Linked DNA regions of Zea mays: region 1 is linked to region 2. A link is a contact called in public Hi-C data. All regions are on one chromosome and are shown on one strand. The core of a region is the stretch at or near the end of the contact, and the rest is flanking DNA. Distances in the headings are between cores, read along the strand shown.

The links. A called contact is a pair of places that touch in the nucleus more often than the background predicts.
Region 1: a Hi-C map of leaf shows a contact between it and region 2, with 5 times the contacts expected there. The contact joins the promoter of LOC103655902 here to the promoter of LOC100281010 in region 2. A contact is called at or near these places in 5 of 25 Hi-C or Micro-C datasets (ear, endosperm, leaf and 1 more).

The regions. Positions count from the first base shown.
Region 1 is chr4:216,929,113-216,932,629 of Zm-B73-REFERENCE-NAM-5.0, reverse strand. LOC103655902 reads right to left here and starts at 1,702. Exons shown (of 2, transcript XM_020552321.2): 1 at 1,617-1,702; 2 at 1-911. The coding sequence starts at 1,702. The coding sequence ends at 161. LOC100274044 reads left to right here and starts at 1,686. Exons shown (of 8, transcript NM_001148425.2): 1 at 1,686-1,928; 2 at 2,077-2,198; 3 at 3,378-3,489. The coding sequence starts at 1,868.
Region 2 is chr4:216,781,460-216,784,912 of Zm-B73-REFERENCE-NAM-5.0, reverse strand. It overlaps LOC100281010 (tubulin alpha-6 chain), which reads left to right and starts at 1,336. Exons shown (of 3, transcript NM_001153929.2): 1 at 1,336-1,954; 2 at 2,908-3,015; 3 at 3,352-3,453. The coding sequence starts at 1,589.

The sequences.
Region 1 (3,517 bases), core at 453-2,952, 150 kb before region 2:
TTTTCCAGAAATCTGCCATTGTCCACAACCACAAGTTCTTTTCTCAATGTCAACAGGAACTCTCCAATTCTTACCTTCTTTTGTTATTCCAGATATCTCAGCAGACATTGCACCAGTCCTCATGATTCCATACTGCAGCCCTCGGCTCTTCATGTTCAACTCATGCAACACACTTGCTAGGATACGCCCTTCCATTCTGTTGGATATCAAAGTCTCTGAATTCTAGAGCAGCCCTCTTTCTTTTGTGTACATCGACTGGATCAATGACTACATGTTCCGTACGTTTAAAGTACCTCCACTCTTCATCTACTCCTACAGGCTCGTCTCCATCAGGATCACACCCAATAGTTCTGAAATGCTCCTCCTCCTCCTCCTCAAGTATTGGTGGCCCTCCAATTGTTTCCCCATATTCAGGTACTTCTGCCCATGTAAATCCTCTATCATGTACCTCCAAATTATGGTCCATTGCAATAGGCATCGCCTCCTCTTCCATGTTCACTATAGTAAGCATCTCCTCCTCTCCTATATTTACTGCAGTAGGCATCTCCTCGTCTCCTATATTCACTGCAGCAGCAGCCATCTCCTCCTCTCTTACATTTTGCTCACGGCTACCGACTACCATGAACAACTTCACTACTCTGGATGTCCTTAACAAGTCAAGTAGTTGTGCATCTGAAGCCAACTTGCATGTCAGACTACCCTCTCCTGTTAGAACCCAGAAATTTGCCTGCTGTTCACTGGCCCATTTAAATTCTGAAGCAATATCTTTCTCTAGATCAATGATAGAATATGTTTCTGAATCAACAACATAGCTTACTGGCCTACCCCGGTTATACTCCTTTCTACCATCTCGTACACTGAAGTAAGAATTGACAGTGACCTCAACTCTACATGCACTAGTCGGATCAATCCTGCAATAGCAATGGCAAACACATAGAAGGGAGAACAAATGTAAGTAGCAACTGATGACAATTCCAGTCCTAAATGAATCAATTTATTCTGTACAAATTTATTCCCCCTCACAAACAGTAACTTTTGTACAATTTACAAGAAATTGCAAAGATTCAACAAAGAGGAAAAGGATATTATCCTTCAGGAACCTCAGAAGTATCCATGCGCCTCAATTTCAGATCGATTCCTGAGCACTACAAGAGAGAAGAAAATCCTAGGATTTAGAACTCCCAAAGCAAGGAAGGAAGATGAGGGAGAACGGGAGAAAGGTGCATACTGCGTGGGGTGGAGGACGCCGCTGCAGCAAAAACTTGGGTGGCCGCGGGCGAGCGCGCCGCCTGGAAGGCCGCGAGCAGCTCGTCGCCTATCGGGCCTCTGCTCCTTTCTCGCCTCACGCGAGGGAGTCGTATTCTGGCCTGGGGCCAAGGAACGGAGGGGAAAAACTAAAGCCAGGGGTAAAATTGGTATACTCTAATTGTTGATCGTTCCAAATAAAAAAAAACCCATTGATCCGATTGACGGAAGGGAACGGAATGCTATAAATCTCTAACGTGCAATCTTTCCATGGTAAATATCTAAGTGTGAATCTTTTGCTGGTAAATTTCTATACATGTGATCTTTTAATGGTATGTATCAAATTTTGCCTTAAACATATAAAAGGGTACGTGAGAACTGAGGCAAAGATGTAAGCCCGGTTGACACTCCCCATCAGAGAGCCCTCTTGACGCCAGCCCACTCCCAGCTCAACCATTTCCAGCCTCAATTAGCCGAGGCCCGGCCCATTCCTTGCCCACGTCATCTTTCTGTCTCTCCCTCTCATCGCCGCGTCACGCACAGCCGCCGCCGTCGTGCGCGTGTGCCGGAACGGCCGCGTGGATCCTCCGCCCCGTCCCAGCGGCGACTTGTCCGTGCGAAGATGCTGGGGTTCTCGACCGGACAGCTGCTGGTCGTCCTCGGGGCCTGCTCCGTCATGATGAGTGAGTAATCAAACTCCGCGCGCTATTTCCGCTTCGGCCATTCGGCGGCGGCTGTCGATGGCGGCGACTGACGGGAAGGCGATGGCGGGATCGGCACGTTTTGGAACTGATGTTTCGGTCTGACCCCGATTCCCTCGCTTTTGTTCAGAGCCCAGTGATATGGTGAAGATTGCGAGGACGGCCGGGCGGATGACTGGAAGAGCGGTTGGGCGGCTCATAGTGGCTCGCCGGCAGCTGGACGAGATTCTGGGCCAGTCTGCAGCCACCCAGGTATATTCTGAGTACACCCTTTTCTCGCCATGATCCTGTGAAAATGCTGTGAGTTGTATGTGTTGCGGTGATGGTGAATTTCACATAGGTTAATTGGCCTTATGGGGATGGCATTGACTAATATCTGAGCAGACCCTGTGTGCAAGCGTGCAATCACGTCTTCTAGTCCCTATAGGGATAGTAATGTTTTTTCTTTTTTCACTCGTCAATCTGCTGAATTTTAAACAGCATTTGCGCATTAATGTTTTAGCGTCCAGTTTTCTGATTGGGTTCATATAGTTTCATCTGTACATAGATTTCAGTAGTTCTGAAAGCAAAGGAAATTCAACATTAGCCAATAGCCACCAATACAGCCTAGGATAATCAGTCACGGTATAGTTTCTAGTTATTTTGATGAATAATATTCATTGTTGCTGCACATGTTGTTAGTGGACTGATTCCTCCTCTGTAATTGCGATCAGTATTTCAATTGATGGATTGATTGTGGCATTGTTATTAAAACGTCGCTTAAACGTCGTTTAAGCGTCGTTTAAACGACAAAACGTGATTAAAAGTTGAAACGTCCGAACGTTTTACCAAAATGGAGTAGAACGTCCGTTTCACGCATTTAAACGACGCTTAAACGTCCTCTGTGCGTTTTAAGACGTTTTACTTGCGTTTAGGACGTTCTACTCGTTGTGGGCTTTTCCTTTCCTGGGCCAAAAGATGGAAAAACCCTAAGTTCCTAACGCCTAAGCCTTCCAGTCGGTCCATCCCCAGCAGCCAGCTCCTATGTTTTAGGCTCTATTTTGATTTTGCTCACAGTCACTGAGTCACACTGAATCATTCTTTTAGGTCTTGATATTGATGAGTTGGATGATGGTTACTGATCATAGATACAAGTTATAGCTTGTGTGGTTGAACTTGTGTTGAACGTGATCTGTTTCCTTTTATGCTATTTGGTTTGTGAACTCAAGTACTCAACTTATCTATGAACTTATTCTATATTTGAAGTTCTATGTCAAGTCTGAAAAGACGTTTCAACGTTTAAATGTTAAAAAGGTGATTCATAACGTTTTAACGTTTTACCGCTTTAATAACCATGGATTGTGGATCCTTGCACTGTTTCTGAAATATGGATATTCAATATAAGTGTGTTAAACCCATGTGGTAGAATCATATTTCTCCTCTTGTATCCAGGTTCATAAGGAGCTTAAAGACGCTATGACACAATTAGACTCGATCCGTTATGAAGTCCAGAACTTATCAAGATTATCTCCTGGGCAGTTTATGTTGAAGCAACATAACGCTGGTAATGATAATCTTACTTGGCAATAAAG
Region 2 (3,453 bases), core at 87-2,586:
TTACCTTTCTTTATACATGTGCTCATACTTTCAGGAAGCATGACAGTTCAAGATGATGTGCTGGGCACTTAATCACCAAAACACTTAGAAATGGTCAAAGGGCACATTTCCCTTTTAACATAGCATATTGTAAGATAGCAAATTGAACTCTAAAGTAGATGTATATTATAATTTTTGTTTAATTTTATATTGATTTGATATAATCAATTTAATTTACATCTAAATATTGCTCCTAATGGTGAAGGATTCCCGATGAGGATAAATTCCAAACAGTGACACTGACGGAGAGAGAGAAAAAGCTCTGCCATGAGCATTTGCGGGAATGGAAACACAAAGTTTTTCTCTCCCACAAGAACATGAATACAATGGCGAAGTTATAGCAAATTTAAGGAGGGTCTTTGCAGGTGCAAAATAAATTTTTCTAGGGGTGCATATATAGTGAAATTTTAACTAAACGTATAAAATTTGTATTTTTATGGGGCGCATTTGCACTCTCTAAATATAATCTTGCTTCATCCCTATATAGATAAGGAGTCATTCTCCGATAAAAGATTCTCCGTTGCCATCATTAGCTAGATGTTCCCTAATTAGGCTTCACAAGAAGGTGCATGATTTGTACTAATGCTAGAAATATTGACCGGTCTTTCTAGGTCAACACGGACACGACATAAAATTAGAAGCTCAAAACATGGTGCAACATGAAGTTACATTGCAGGGCTAGCATGACACAAAGACAGTGCTGGGTCATCCCTAAATTTTTAGCATGTTAGGCCGGTCCAACACGAAAAAGTTCACTGTGTTTAGTTTTTTTAATTTTAGTAAATTATAGACTTTATATTGTTGTAATATTGGACTTTATATGTGGACCAGATTTTAGCTGACACGATACGACGAAGGTATGACATGCTTTTGAATCGAACTAGACTAATGTTTTTACTATTTGGACTGACATGACCGGACTCAAAAAGCTATGTGGCTTTTTATCTCGTATCTATTTAACCCTATTTAACTTGAAGCATAATAGATGTGGGCGGAGCCGGACTAGTTGGCCCCAATTTCCAGCACTAATTTACAGCTCGTACCAAGAGATTGCGTCTCGTAGAGAAGATGCTGCATGTCGTTGCCGGGTTGAGAATGGAGACGAGAGCAAGCAGCCAACGTTGCTGCACCCTGCTACATGCTGACATGCACAAGGAAGTGTCGGGGTCGTGCACGGTTTCCTTTCTCGGCACAAGCTTCGACGACACCTAACACGAATGGCCACACCTGCTGGCTGGCTGGCGTGCACGCTTCAGATTTTTTTTTGTTTTACGGAAACTCTCGAGCTCCCTGAGGGCCAGCTGTACACGTGTCCCGCCCACCGCCTCCCGTGCTCCCGCCGGCCGCACTCCTCTTACTCTACACGCCACAACTTCCTCCGTCCCCAGCCGCACGAGCTTTCCGCGGGATCCCGGCCCTCCATTGCGCGTCGTCCCCCGACCCGACGGCCAGATCCCCACAGCTGCCGCCAAGCGAGCCCGGTCCGACTTGGCCTCTCCCCCGCCAAACAACGCCTCGACGCGACGACCCAGCCCAGCCCCGCGCCGCGATGGCCATGACCGTGATCCGCCTCGCCGCCATCCGCCCGCCGTCGGCCTCTTCCTCCGCCGCGTCCCCGTCGCTGTGGCCGCCCGCGCGGCTGCGCCTCCGCGTGAGGTGCCGCGCCGGCGGGGACGGAGGGATGAAGAAGGAGGAGGGGGAGGCCGAGGCGCCCGAGTCGCTCTTCGCCAGGGAGCTCCGGCGGCGTGGGATGGCGCCGGGGGCCGCCGCGCCCGCGGGCGCTAGCAAGGAGGCCGAGGAGGGGGCGCCGGAGGCCGGGGCCAAGCGCGGGGTGGCGGCCACCGAGTTCGAGCGCGGCGCCGCGGCGGACGGCCAGCGGGAGCGCTCCATGGCGCTCAACAGCGAGGGCCTCGAGGTGCGCTTGCCCCGCCCCCCGCTTTCTCTCTCTCTCGCGCGCGCCCCATGGACAAAGTTGGCCTTTCCTGAGGTGGAAATTCTCGATCTTCTATAGCACGGCAAGGAAGTGTCCATGGACAAAGTTGAACGAGGCACGAATGGGATACGGTGTTGTACTAGTAATTGAACTGAAAAACTGAAACGTGAGCGGCTTGGCATAATCTGTGCCTGATCTGCCCAAACTTTTAACTAATCACTAATCAAGGAAAGGAAGTAGTGGTGATTGTTGTTCTGTCATACTGGTGCTAGTAGGCAGAGATGCACTGTTGTCAAAGGGGCGAGGTGGTGTTTGAATGCACTAGAGCTAATAGTTTAGCTGGAGGCATCTAAACATCCTATCTAATATTTCAATTATTAGCTATTTTTAAGTAAACTAGGTAATAGTCAGCTAGCTGATTCTAGTAGCAATTTTTTTAGCCAACTAATTATTAGCTCTAGTGTATTCAAACACCCTCAGAGGCAAACTAGGCTTCTTTGTGTGATTCTATTGATACTTCCTCGTCAAGGTCGCTCTGGATTGTAGGGAAAATTTGTCAATTTCCTTAGCAGTGCTCTTATCCTTTTTGGTAAGTAAATTGTCATTATGGTGTGTGTTAGAGCATTGTCAGGATTACTGGGGCCTCATTAGTACAACTTTTGCTCAGTTCTGTGTTAATAGTTGAACACATGCCCATGCACATGTTTATTATTTGTTAAACAGTTGTGTTCAGAAGAATAATCCCCTGTGCCAACTATCTACTCAGCAATACTATATGATAAATCAGATAATCAACAGCCGTTGTTCTGTCTTCACCTTACCATTTTTTTACTGAAGAATTTTTGTTTAGTTCCGGCTATCAGATCAGTAACAATATGATGATAAAATAATCAGTGGCTTGTCTTTCCCTTGTAATTGTTTATCTCTTCTCACAGGGTCTTGTTCCTCGGGCGAAGTTACTGCTATCACTTGGCAGCACCTTCTTTCTGGCGTTTGGGCCCCTGATTCTTGTCACCGTCTCCCTTTTCGCTGTTTTATACGTGGTAAGCCCAGGCTAATCTCTCCTCTCATTTGCTAACGTGTGTTCAGGGCCCATATGTGCTATGCTCTTAATCCACTCGCTGCTTGCATTGCGTCCATTACCTGGCTGCTAATCTGATTACATGTTCTAGCATAGTTGAACAAACTCAGTTAAAATGGATATGAATCCGTAGTTCTGTACACTGAATGGTACAGTTGCAATGGCAACTGGGTTTGACTATGTTGGAAAATACGGAAATCGAAATCGCGCTGACATCTGGAATATGGAGAGTAGCTGTATCTAGCTGATTTTTTTTTTACTGATGAGGTTTACGCATTGACCTGGTTCCTCGTTGCAGTACTTTGGACCGAGTTTTGTACACGATGCAAGCAAGACGCCGGTGTCGCCGCCACCGTACATTGATCCATACGAGCTACTGGAGGACGAGAGGCTCAGCCGG